Linked DNA regions of Oryctolagus cuniculus: region 1 is linked to region 2. A link is a contact called in public Micro-C data. All regions are on one chromosome and are shown on one strand. The core of a region is the stretch at or near the end of the contact, and the rest is flanking DNA. Distances in the headings are between cores, read along the strand shown.

The links. Hi-C and Micro-C count contacts between places; a contact is called where the count stands out from the background.
Region 1: a Micro-C map of ear pinna shows a contact between it and region 2, with 7 times the contacts expected there. The contact joins the promoter of GTDC1 here to the promoter of ZEB2 in region 2. A contact is called at or near these places in 5 of 6 Hi-C or Micro-C datasets (ear pinna, embryonic fibroblasts, psoas muscle and 2 more).

What each region holds. Positions count from the first base shown.
Region 1 is chr3:98,119,295-98,125,750 of mOryCun1.1, reverse strand. GTDC1 (glycosyltransferase like domain containing 1) reads right to left here and starts at 4,519. Exons shown (of 9, transcript XM_070070977.1): 1 at 4,366-4,519.
Region 2 is chr3:97,908,240-97,915,186 of mOryCun1.1, reverse strand. It overlaps ZEB2 (zinc finger E-box binding homeobox 2), which reads right to left and starts at 3,972. Exons shown (of 9, transcript XM_070070969.1): 1 at 3,705-3,972; 2 at 925-1,066. The coding sequence starts at 997. It overlaps LOC108176842 (a long non-coding RNA gene), which reads left to right and starts at 2,147. Exons shown (of 3, transcript XR_011387303.1): 1 at 2,147-2,317; 2 at 3,725-3,875; 3 at 3,980-4,492.

The DNA.
Region 1 (6,456 bases), core at 3,270-5,769, 210 kb before region 2:
GGTGCTTGAACTTTGCCAAGGGTATGGTGAGATATCCTATCTCTTTAAGCAACAGATGCTGAGGGCACCAGAATAATTCTAGAGCCCTTCTCCTGTAGAAAATGCAGGTGTCTTAATGTATTTTCAGTCTGGGTAAAAGGGACTGATAAGGCACTGAATAGGCAGGTAGACAGACTGACATAAGAAACAGCAATGATAGAACCTGAGATGATTTGCTTCGAACAAACTAAACACCATCCTACTGCACCGGGACAAATGCTTCCAGTAAATAGCTTCAGCAGAAAATAAATGCTGGCATTCTATGACATTGCCCCTGTGAAGGCTATTAGCTATACACCTCTGCCAAAACACTCGATTGGGTTTTCCATCCGCTAGGCCCAAATTTTACCAAAGGCATTCAGAGGATAGAACTGTGTTACTTCACAAAAGGAACACCTGAAAAATTTTCTGTCTTTTAAAAATAAAACACACTATTCTGGTCTACTGAAGAAACCAGGGGCAAGCATTCAGACTAGCAGTTAAGACACTAGTTAAGATACCTGCACCCCACACTGGAGCACCAGGGTTTAAAACTCCTCTCCAGCTTCCTGCTATGAAGACTGGGAGGCAGGAATAACAGCTCAAGTAACTGGGATCCTCCCACCCACAGGAGAGGCCTGGAATGAGTTCCTGGCTTCCTCCTGGACCAGCCCCACTTGTTGCAGGCATCTGGGGAGTGATCCACCAGATGGGAGTTCTGTTTCCCTGTCTCTCAAATTAAAAAAATAAATAAATAAATTCATCTCTACTGTATTTTGAATAAATCTTTAAAAGAAATATGCCTAATTCCTACCCCTGGTACTATATTCAAAAGAAGTGAATTCAGCATATGAGATACCTACATGATCATGTTTATAACAGCCTAGTTCACAATAGCAAAGATATGGAATTGACCTAGATGCTCATCAACTGATAACTGGATAAAGAAAATAGAAAATACAGTATATATATGTAATGGAATATTACTCAGCCATAAATAAAAAATGAGGGCCAGGGCTATGGAGTAGTGGGTGAAAAAGCCACTGCCTGCAGTAACAGCATCCCATATAGGTGTCAGTTCAAGTCCCGGCTGCTCCACTTCCAATCCAGCCCCCTGCTAATGCACCTGGAGAAGCAGCAGAGGATGGTCCAAGTCCTTGGACCCTTGCATCCATGTGGGAGACCCAGAAGAAGCTCCTGGCTCTTAGTTTCAGATTGGCCCAGCTCCAGCTGTTGCAGCCATTTGGGGAGTGATACAGCAGATGGAAGATATCTCTCCCTCTCGCTCTGCCTCTCAGTAACTATGCCTTTCAAATAAATAAATAAATCTTAAAAAAAAAAAAGAAAAAATGAAATCTTGATATCTGTAACAAAATGTATGGAATTGGAGATTACACAAAGTGAAATCAGCCAAACATCACATTTTCTCTTAGGTAAGTTAATGTAACAGAGTATAAAAGTCGTGTAGATATATTATTTGATACACAGTTATAAATATTGTTTCACTGAATTATTCCACGTACATGACAATATACCCTTCTCTCCCCACATTATGATCACTGTCATGAATCCCACATTTTGGGATAGGACTATCCTTGTTTTCGAGAAATAGAATATATGTGTATGCATATACTATCTACCTATGAAGTGAATGTGGCAAAATGTTAAAAAATTGTTGCACATTAAAACTAATTTTTTATTAGAAAAAAAGAATATTCCTAAGAGAAAAAGATGCAGGGTTTTTCTCTCTTGCCAACATGAAGCTCAACATAACAAACAGAACCTAAAAGTGCTTAAAATATCAATTCAGAATAGCTTGCCAAAGCAGTCTGAACTTCAAAAGTTGTGTTCCTTTTAAAGGTCTATATGCTGAAAAATATATCCCTGTAAAGTGAAACCAAGGCTTTAGAACTTGGCCAGCAGTAACAATTAGAGCACCAGTTAATTCATGTTTGGCAAATTTTGCCCCAGTGGAAACTGCCATTTTCTAACTCAACTGAGGTGTTCCATAACTAAATTTAAATAATGTCCACTTCCAGTTTCACAGTGACTAATATTTTAAGGACAAAATTATCAATGTTAAGTTTCTCCTCCCAATTTGTCTTCAATATTTGGTTCCACATTATCTCTCTCAATGTTGTAACTCATTCTAACAGAGTTATCTGATTCAACACACAAAAGGAAATGAGGTACTTTGATTAGGGCTTCCAAGCACTCCACTACCTTGATAAATTTCATTAAGTCCAACAATGCCACAAGCATTTACACTATATTAAACATCATGCCATGGGAGATATAAAAAATTCACTCCACCCCAAGCAGACTCAGACTACATGACTCCTGCATTTGAGGCCCACCAAAAAAAGTGATGTTGGTGATGTGGGAATTCAATCATTACGAGTGCACAGGATCTCCCTTTCTAATATTCAGGTTATATATACCTTAAGTCTAAGAGCTTTTAAATACCAATCACCAGGGAGGGATACAGACTATCTTAATCAAGAATATGAATAAATAAGTGAAAATAACTACTAAATTCAAACAAAACTAAGGAAGTAACGTTTGTTTCAACTGACAGAATGTAAATAACTCCTAAATATAATTTGTATCATTATTAATGAATGGAATGGGTCTCAATCACAAACTATATACTTATATAAGCAAAAAAAAAAAACAGTAATTAGTTTCAAGATATCATAATCAAGCTACAGTACAAGAATATCCATTGAGCGTATCTGAATTAACTAGCTAAACTGTTAGTTAATTAAAGCAACTGTTTCTATTCAACTGCTGCTAAATCTCTCCCAAAAACTGCCTTTGGTTCTTAAATTTTCTGTAAAACAATGGGATAGGATTACACTCCTAAGGTGCCTTACATACAAAAAATTCTGTGCTTCCCTAGTTCACCAGATTAAAATGTCCACAGGAGTTCGAAACAGGAGTAAAGAAACAATCTTAGTTTCTCAAACTGGTACTGCTACAAAATGCACTGCTTCCTACCTCATGATAGTTCAGATTTTACATACTCATTGCTTTCAAGTTCGTCAAAGTTGGTTTCATGTTTCAAAACGTACTCCAACCCTGAATAAACTTTTTCATTAAATGCAGCAGGGACCCTAAGGAAAATATGGAACAAAAGGAAAGTGGGAGAGAGTTTATTCCAAGACAAACCTAGAATGTACTAATTAAAATTCAATACTGCACTTGGTATGTGGGTTCCTACAGAACCTGTCATGCTTACAGCATAGGGTTAAACGGGTTAACAGAAGCCAATAAAATGGCTCCACTGATCTCTGCAGTTTCTTTACCTGACCACTCTGTTAAGCTTTCAAATCAACTTCAGGAATAGCAGCAAGTAAACCCAGGCGAGCCAGGACACACGCGGGCTGCATACTGAAATCCACCTGGTGCGGAAAATCGCCGTCAACGCACGTTTTCCACTTCAAACTGTGCTACAGGTGGAGAAAAACTGTGAAGCCCCGCTTCACGCGGCCCCGAGGCCCCAACTTAAAAATGATCTCAAAGATAATCTAATGCAACACGGTTCCCTCCGAAGCCTCAAAGTTGTGCTAAAGCTGAAATGCATGTCTCACTGCAACTTAGCTGGGGACACTGCTGGAGTCACAAGACTCATAGTCAGAAAACCTTTCCTCCCCGAACAGCTAGCTGCCAAGGGAAACACCCAAGTGCTGAAACCTCAGGCAAGGATCGAGGGAGGGGGACACAGGGAGACCTCCATGCTGTGCGGACAGAGGGGGGTGGGCGCTGGGCAGCAACCCCCGAGTGAGGGTGACAGCGGGGCCAGGCGACAAGGTCTGCTTCAGCAGGGAGCCCGGCTCGCTTCGCAAGGGGCCCAGCGGCCGACGAGGAGACCCCTCCGCCTACTCGGGCCCCACAGCGAGCCCTCCCCCGCTCCGCGCCGCCAAACGGCGACGCGCCCCCCGCCACCCTCGCAGGCCCAGCGAGGAGGAAGCAGTGCGCCGGCCCGCGGGAAGCCGGCAGCACCACGGGTGGACGCCGAGGAGAACAAATTAGGACGTGGCCGGTTCGCACAGAGAACACGGAACGCACAGGCCTGGCTACCGCGCTCAGACAACCGGGCGGACGGCGGCGCCGGGAGCGCGGCGCGTGCGCCCGGGAAGCGCGCGGCCCTCAGCTCCGCCCCCCACCCCCAGCTCCCAGCCCCCAACCCCCACTTCTCGCGCCGCCGCCGCCGCCGCCGCCGCTGCTGCCCCACTGGGAACTCCGCGCCGCGCGGCCCCGCGAGGCGGGCGGCGGGGAGGGGAGGGGCTGCGCTCCCCGCCTCCCTGCCGGCCTGCGCGGCTCCCCAGCCCGGAGCCTACTCACCTCCTCCTCCTCCTCCTCCTCCTTGTCTCTCCCTCCTGGCCACCGGCGCGGCCCAGCCGGCGACGCGCTGACGCCGGGCCCCTCCCCCGCGGCCGCCACCGATGCCGCCGCCCCTCCCGGCCCGCGGCCGCCTCGGCCTCCGGGCGCGTCAGGCACAGGCCCCGCCCCTCGGCCCGCCTGCGTGCTGAGGCCCCGCCTCCTGCGAGGCCCTCGCTCGGCGGGCGCTGTGGGTCCCTGACGCTGCGGTCGCGCCTGACTGGGCGGTGCGCGCTGTTGGGTTCCGCGGGCCCTGTCCGGTCGTACCTGCCCGCTACCCGCAGGCCTCGCTTTGGCTCCCCGCCTGCTCGCGCGCTCTTTCCCCTCCTCTCCCGGCGTCCACGTGCGCCGCTGTAGCTTTTCCGTACTCTGCGCATTACACCTCTGGTCCTGTCCTGAGCCCGCGTTGCGCCTAGCCTTTCGTACTGGAAGGTCCACGCTGCCCACTAGGTCGGCCCCGCTTTCCTCACGCTGCTTTCCAGCCAGCCCCTGCTGGCCTGTCGATCTTCTCCGCGGCCTGCTGCAACCTCGGAGCTCCGGGGCGTTCCCGACTCCTTCCTCGTCACCTGTACTGCTCTGCAGCTCATACCTCCTCGGCGCCTGCTTAGCCAGCGCGTCCCCATTTCCCTTCCCCTGGACCCCTGTGGGCTCCTCGTTGGCAGGCTCACTCTCCTCTACCTGTATGTGGCACGTCCTGTGGGGTCTGACTGTCCCGTGTACTTCAAATATAGTTTGCGTATTCAGCAATGCACTTAACATGTAGAGTCACCTTGGGTCAGTTAAAATCGCGAAGCGATTGCAGTGTTGATGATCTTTTGGCTTGCACAGGTTTTCATACACTTTACGTGATAATGTATTATGACCGCTTAGATTTTACGGAATGGAATTTTCTGTGGGGGTTTATAATTCACGAATTTTGAATTTTTTTTTCAGTGCGACCTTATCTCACGTTTAGTCAGCTCTATTATTCATAAAATACACAGTCAGTAGAAAAAGTATGAGGAGCCTTTAGGTCTCTTGTGTGCTTGGTAAATGAGGTATTTGTCCCTTCCTCTAAATTTCTGTTACTCTGAATTAAAGGATTTTGTCTTTGGAAGGAAGTTGTGGGTTAAATGATTCAGTCACAGGCAAAACACGCGGTTGTCACTGGATGTTTGGTTTATTCGGCAACTTCATCTTTAAAACTGCAAGATGGAAGAATTAGTCTGTGTTGTGGAAATGAGTTAAGCACACCAAAATAAAGGAAACTGATTAGGCCTTTGGAGTTAACATCCACAAGTTGCTCTAAGTTATGTGAATAAACATTATTACCCTTAAATTGAACACATAAAGCTATCTTCCATTCTAAATAAAATCCACACTCTATGTGGACCCTCAAAGTTGAAAACCATTGTTGAATCAAACAACAGTGTTACAAGCATGTGAAAGCCTAATCAACCATCTGTCCACCCACTTTCACACAAATTGGGAAACAAAAAAGAGAGAACGCCAAAAAGGCTGAGAGTGAGAATTCCAACTACACAGGAAAGTAGTGAATCCTATTCTGTAGAACCAAGTACCTGAGAAACCCCAAAGGCAATGGCTGTTTCTCTGCTTTAGAAATAGAATCATACGTTCTTGTAACTGAAGTATCCAGTCTTCAGCATCAGTTGGAATCTTTCCGTTTTACTGAAAGAGATCTAAAGCCCAGAGAGGGTAAGTTGCCTACTCAATATTACTCAATTTAATTGGAAACAAATCCGGGATTCAAACTCAGACCTAGAGTTTCATGTACTTGCCAGCATGTGGCTAGAGTTAATCTTTACGTAAACTCTTCAGCGTCAGAATTCTTTGACTTAGCAGCTTTGCCTACATGGTTTGACTGATCTATAAAATTGAGCTTGGCATTAGCTAGCAAGGTATTGCTTTCAGAGGACATTTCATTCTACTTGTTCAAGGATTCCTGTTGCACAACTTTAATCTCACGCAGTTAGGCTTCATACACAAGATCCAGGCAATTCTGGTTTGGTCTCTGGTGCCACAATGCTACCAAGTGCATTCATCTTCAAAAGTGCC
Region 2 (6,947 bases), core at 2,723-5,222:
CTCTCTCTCGCTCTCTCGTAGCTTCTCTGGCTCGCTCCACGAGGGACCTACTAAACTGTCACCCGCCTTGCATCTCCCACCCCCAGTGTGTGTCTGTGTGTCCCCTTCGCACCCCCATCGCCTTCCTCCTTCCTGACTCAGCCTGGATAACGGGCTCCTCCTGGCCATGTACAGACTGCCCGGAAAAAGTCTCGCAGCGCCCTGCGACTCCCCCAGCCCCCAGCGCGGGGACCAGCGCCTGCGGGAGAGGAGCCCCCCCCACACCGTGCCCGACCCGCACCGACCCCGGACCCCGAGCAGGGCCGGCCGAGTCCCTCCCACCCCACCCTGGGGTCCGGGCGCGCCGGACCGGGCCCCGCTGCCCGCGGACCGTTACTTGGCGCACGGAGAGGCGGCCGGGCGACTCCGGCAAGAAACTTTAAGCCTCACTAAGACGAAGCCCCGGGTCCTCTCTTCCGCCCTTGCGGTCCCGCTGCCACCCTCGCCTCCGCCCCGGGATCCTGCGCGACCTGGCGCCCAAGCCCCCGCCCTGCCCTCGCCGGACACTCCCGCAGCCGGGCCGGGGACCCAGCGGGCCGGCCGAGCGCGAGCGGAGCGGGAGGCGGAGGCGGAGGGAGGGCGGAGGCGGGAGCGCGAAGGGGCGCGGGGCTGGGGGCGCGGGACTGCGGCCGGACCCCGGCGCTCGGAGCCCCCCGGGCGCCCGACGCTCACTTTGCCCCGCACTTCCCCAACTCCCCCCGGGTCCGGCCGCCGCGCGCGCGCGCCGGGCTCCGGCGCCGGCCGCGGAGGGAGGCTCGCCCGCGAGCCCCGGGCGCAGCCGCCGCCGCCGCCGCCGCCTCGGTTCCTTTTCCCTTTCCCCCTCCTTCTCCCTGGGTCTGGAGCCGCGGAGTGGCCCGGAAAAGTTTGGTTCGGGCCGCTTCTTACCGTTTTTCCTCCTGGGATTGGCTTGTTTGCGCCTCTTGCACCGGGGGCCATCCGCCATGATCGGCTGCTTCATTGATAAGAGCGGATCAGATGGCAGTTCGCATGGACTCGGCGCCCTGCTTCGGCAGCACGCAGGCTCGATCTAGCAACCAAACACAGCGACAATGTGGGCATCGCCCGCGCCCATTGAAACGCGCGCGGGCCGCCCCGGGGAGCCGGGCCAGGGCCCCGGCGAGCACCCATCCGCGCCCCCCAACGCCAAAGCGAAACTTCGGCGGCCCCCTCCCCGCCCCCCGCCCCCAGCCGTGGCCCTGCGGCGCTTTGTGTTTGTTACTGTTTGGTGTGTTGCACCCGCGAGGGGATCACAGAGACAAGAATTACATCTTCGAAATGAGTCATAACTCCTGACCGTATGAGGGAATGCACACGGCGGTACAGTAAGACTGCCCGACCCAGGGCTAGGCGGACCCTTTGCTCCGAAAAGTGCTCAGCCCGGCTCGGGAACTTGGGGTGAGGCGAGGCTTTCTTTCGCTCTCATCTTTCCTCATTCTCTCCCACCGCCACCACCACCACCGCCACCGCCGCCACCACCGCCACCGCCACCGCCACCGCCACCCCCCCGCCCCCCGCCGCCCCATTTCCCGAGAGGAAAGAAAGAAACAAACAAACAACGCGAAACAGCCCCTGGATGAAGAACACTCGGGCAAATTGATAATAGTAATTATAGGAAGCCCACTCGCCCCGCGCCCCCTCCCCTTCCCTCTCCTCTCAGAGTTCAGCGAGGCACCGTCTCTTCCTCCCCCAGCCCTCTGCCCCCAAATTAAGATTTCCCATTCTCCGCCGCAATAAGAAATATAATTATAAGCCTCTTTGGACACCGTCCCTCCCCCCCCCACCCCGCCACTTTGACAATATTTGCTTAAGTATTTGCCCCCACCTCACTCGCACACATACTCCCCCACGCTGGTTCCCATAAATAGTTCCAGCAGAAATGTTGCTTTTTCTCCCCCCCCCCCCCCCCCAAGAAAGGAAAGAGAAAGTCCAACCAGCACGGCAAGACTTTTAAGCTGTCCTAAATGATCGTATCCTTTCTGGCTTCGAAACTTTTGTACCTAAAAATCGAGAGAGGCGCTGCATGTTTTCAGCTGAAACTGTCAAAACTTGGAGAAAGGGGACTCGGAGGCAGGCAGCAGAGGAGGAGAATCCTGAAACTCGGTGGAGGTTGGGAAGATGCTGTGCCTCCAGGATTAGTTTAAACAGGGGGCTATAAAAGATGTAACAGATGCAAACTGTAACACAAGGGCCATTAACCCTTTCTCTGCCGAGCACACTCGGTCCCCACGCCCCGCACCTATTGTCTCCTGTGCGAGCAGCTTTGCGGAAAACCTGGAAAGTGAGTATCAGTTTCCACACGTTTGCTGAGAGGGGAGGGGGGGTGCGGAGAGAAGGGGAAGTGGATGTTTCAGAAAGCACCTTAAATTTACCTAAGCATATACAGTAGGAGACGTTTCATTGAAGTTTGACACATTTTATCATTTCTTGCCTGTCCTGTTGAGTTGAAATTGGGGTGAGGGTGGGGGAGAGGAATCCTGAAATAAAGAAATGGTCACACAAGTGTCTGGGACCAAGCAGCTGGCCTGTCTGTATTCATGCTGAGACTTACACGCGATTGAATATAAATACATGTTTAATAAAGTAAGTTGTTAGCTTTATGAGCATGGGTGTGTGAGGGAGAGACAGGGCATTTGTGCTATAAACTTTATCTTTGCCTGTTATTCCTAACTCTGGAGTTAGCAATCGTGCCCTCCTCATTACAGGAGGAGCATGTAAAATATATGAGAAGGTGGAAGATAAACACATTCATGTTCGCAGGGCTCACCACTCTTCCTGGGAACTCCTGCTATCTCTCCCTCGACTTTCCAGTGCCAAAGTGTAGAATGGGATATATGTGTGTATGTGTGTCTCCTATTAAATCTATGGCTATGAGACTTTGCCATTTAAAATACAATTTCAAAAGTTAGGCTTATTTAAAACCCAGATATCCTGAAGTACTTTTCTTCCCAGCTGTAGTGAGCCCCCCCCTTCCACTTTGGTAAAGGACTCAAGTTCCATGAGGACTTTCACTTCTTTATTTATTATCACAGAAGTGAGGTGTTACTTCACACACATACACACACACAGAATGAAATAAAGAAATGAAACTCGCTAAGCAGACAAAAACAGGCAACTTTCTGCTTAGAAAACAGCCTTCCCCGGTGGGAGAGGCAGCACTGCCATGTCTAACAGCAAGACTGGCCCCCGAAATTTGGTAGGTTTGCATCGATCAAGTTTTGTAATTATTAACAGGTATTTGCCAAGTTTTAATTACTGACTATAATGATTTGGAAGTAGATGCAAAAATACAGCAGAAGCTTTCCCTTGGACGAGTTTTTATTTCAGCCATACAGTTCCCCAAAAAAACTTTTCCTAGGCAGGGTAGCAAAAGGCACCTTTGGTTACCTGAATGGACAGGTACAGGGCAAATTATTTTGGGCGGGGGACAAAAAGGAGAGAAAAGGAAGGAGACTGAGCGAGAGTGTGAGAGAAAAAGCGAGGAAGCCACTCTTGGGAAAAGCACGCCATAAAAGACTTCACCCACCTGAAATTCCTACCCACAGACACCCCTCTCACTTCACACTCACATCCCCACTCAAAATGAGAGCATTAGAAAGGAGGATGGGTGACGAGCACACCAAAAAAAGGATAAAAAGAGGGGAAAAAAGGAGGGGAAAAAAACCTACCTGCGAAGTCTTGTTTGTAGTTTTGGCCAGAAATGGTGAGAAGAAAAAGCATGAAGAAGCCGCGAAGTGTGGGGGAGAAAAAGGTGGAAGCGAAGAAACAGCTCCCGGAGTAAACTGCACAAAACCTCGCCAAGAGTGTCGGGAGGCAGGACCGTTATTCCTGCGGAGCAGGTTAGAACTGATCTCTTTCGGCCACTCCAGGAAACACAAACCTGGGGACGGACTGACGTGTTACGCCTCTTCTAATGACATTTTTTTCTTTTTCTTTTCTGTAGGAGAGAGAGGAGAGACCCTGAAACACGCGCCACCTATCTTTGTGGGGAGGGATAATTGAAGCGCCCTGAGCGTGAGCATCATGTGAAAACGTGATCGCCAAGTTTCTCTCTGGGAAAGGATCTGGGATAGATTATACCTTGAAGTCTCCGCAAACGCTTTAGTGGAAGAAATGAAATTCCACCTCCCTCCCTTCCTCTCTCCCTCCCTCTCGCCTCCCTCCCTCCCTCCCTCCCTTCTCCACGCCCCCCCCCCCCCCCCCAGCCTTTGGCATCATTATCCTCATCACTAAATCCTACAGAGTACAGGGCGGAAAACGGTGCACACCATTCACAGAACTGGAGAACTCCGAGGGGCGAAAGTTAAAGGGAAAGATCCCGGGTCCTCAATCTATATTGCCTCTTCTTGTGCAGATAGCTTAAGTGACCAGATTTGAGATGCACATCTAATAGCATGAGTATCTTAGCACGGCTTTATCCTTTCTCTTAAATTAAAAAAAAAAAAAAAAAAAAAAAGCCAGAGCTAGGGGGAGAAATGCTGTATGTGAACTGAATCTTAGGGGGTGTGTGTGTGTATGTGTGTGTGTGATTGGGATTGGAACCCAATATTTAAAAGTAGTTTGGCATTTTAATGAAGGGTCTCTAAGTAAATTAACATAGAGCACTGGGTTGACTGATCTTTGAGTCTCTCTACATCTCACCGAGACCTTACTACAAAGTGAGAGAGTGTGTGTAGGGAGGAAGGAGGAAAAAGAGAAAGGCCATAGAGGAACTTAGCAGGGAAGGGAGAGCGGGATATTAAACGACATGGGGTCTGAGTTTTGGAGTACTTTTTTTTGATATTGCAATTAAAGTAAAATTAAAAAGAAAAGACTCCACCTTTGCTCTGAAGGGATTGGTTATGCAAATATGGAAGGGATTTCCTGGAGAATACAGCTTTCTACTGTATGGTTAATTAAATAATCACTCAAAAGCTTCCAACGTGACGCTTCTGTCGTAATCCAATCAGGTTACATAGGTCCTAAACAAGAAAGATATTTTCCACATCTGGAAGTCAGCAATTTAGCAAGTACTGCACATTATTAACCAATTCAGAGCCCACTTCCCAGGGGAATTTTTTTTTTGAAGTTTAAGTGTTCTTAACCAATGCTCTGCTGTTTTGTTCATCAAAAAGCTGGTTTACACTGCACATAATTGGAACTAATATAGAAGTAAATAAAGACAGCCAAATTTGAGGATGCTGCACACAAGCATTTATCGGAAAAGGAAGAAATCTCTTAGCCTCCGATGGTTCAGGCTCAATTTCTTAAAGTCCTGGGAGGCTTTTTTTTTTTTTTTTTTTTAAGAGTGAAAGTACTTTAGAACCTCAAAGCACAAATAAACTTCCAATCCCACATATTTTGGGCTTCCTTAGAAAAGTAAGGTGAAGGTGGGAAGAGCACACAGAGCTGTCTCACACCAATTTTTCCGCTGTTAATACTGTTCAATATGTTACAGCCCTCTGTTTTCAGTCTGATGAAATCTGAAACAAATAATACCCTGATCCAACACTAGACTTTTACTTATATTAAGATAAACTGCTTTGAACTGTGCTTTGAATGTGTGCCTAAAGCAAGACTTTGAATGCAAGAGTCACTAGCAATTGCACTCAAAAGAGGGAAAAGCCACCACATGGGTTGCCACATCCACACTCCCAGAGGTATTTTGTATGTTGTATGTTTTGTATTCCGTATATTTATTTATTGAGTGCGTGTGTGGGGTGTGTATGGGGAGGGGGGAGAGTAATAACCACCCAGCATGACCACAGTTAGAGCTTGTTCCAGGTTGCAAAAAAGTCAATTTTCTCAGGCTCACCTCTTTCCCAATTTGAGTCTATTACAAAGAGAATAGTTGGATAAATGAGTCTCTTCCCATCCCCATAACAGATAAAGTATTTCCTACAAAAGAGGAATATTCAAGATCCGCAGTCTAAAAACAATTTAGTAGTCAAGAAAAAGATTTCCAACATGGGTCAGATACATTCTTAATTTTATATTTTACATTTATCTTGCCATTATATATCTAAACTAAATATACCTATGACTTATCAAGTTCCTCCTCTGAGATTTATCACCACTGTGAATATCTTCCTCCTCCTCTCTCTCTCATTTTTTATTTAGAAAATTGGAATCTGGATTTCTCTGGAAGTTTGCTTCTCAGCTGCCCTACTCCAGTGCTGGAGAAAGCAGGAGCCCATTGCCCACAGTTCAGGCAAAGCTCCCCTCCAGGAGCCCAGGTAGCTACTGGAAGCCTACAGCCCAGATACACAGAAGCATCACCTCAGGTCAAAGGATCCAATCGAATAGCTAACAAAACACTTGTCTTTATTATGTATATTAAATGTCAGGTTACTTAGGATCTGACATTAAAAAAAAAAAAAGACCATTAAAAGCACCTAATCATCTGATTACCCCGGGCTCAGTAATCGTTGGAGTGGCAGGAGGCAGCCCCCAACATTTAACACAGGGAGTTCCGATACACAAATATTTGATGGGGTTTAAACAAGGGAAGGGACACCAATAGTTCAGGTTTCCATCCAGGTGGACCCTTGGATCATGGCACGAGAAGGGTCCCTGTGAGGGCTGAGCGCGCAGCTAGGTTGCCCACCGCCCCTACTTGGCACGCCCCTCCCCAGGCGTTTGGCCGAGAGAGTTCCCAGCAGCGCAGATGCGTTGGGACCGGAGGAAGCCCGCATATAAATTTGTTCGGAACACTCAGTCCGAGGGCCAGGTCGGGGACAATAGGGATCGTGGGATCAGCGGGATGCAGGAGCGCAGGACGCAGGGAAAAGTCGAGAGAGGACTGGGGGCTGCTGGCTTTGGGCTCCTCCCGCAGGAAAACAAGTCCTGCAAATGAACTGCTCCTTTCTGGTCTTGTCTTCCCCATGAATAATCCACTCCGAGATCAGCGCGGAGGAAGGGGATTAAAACAA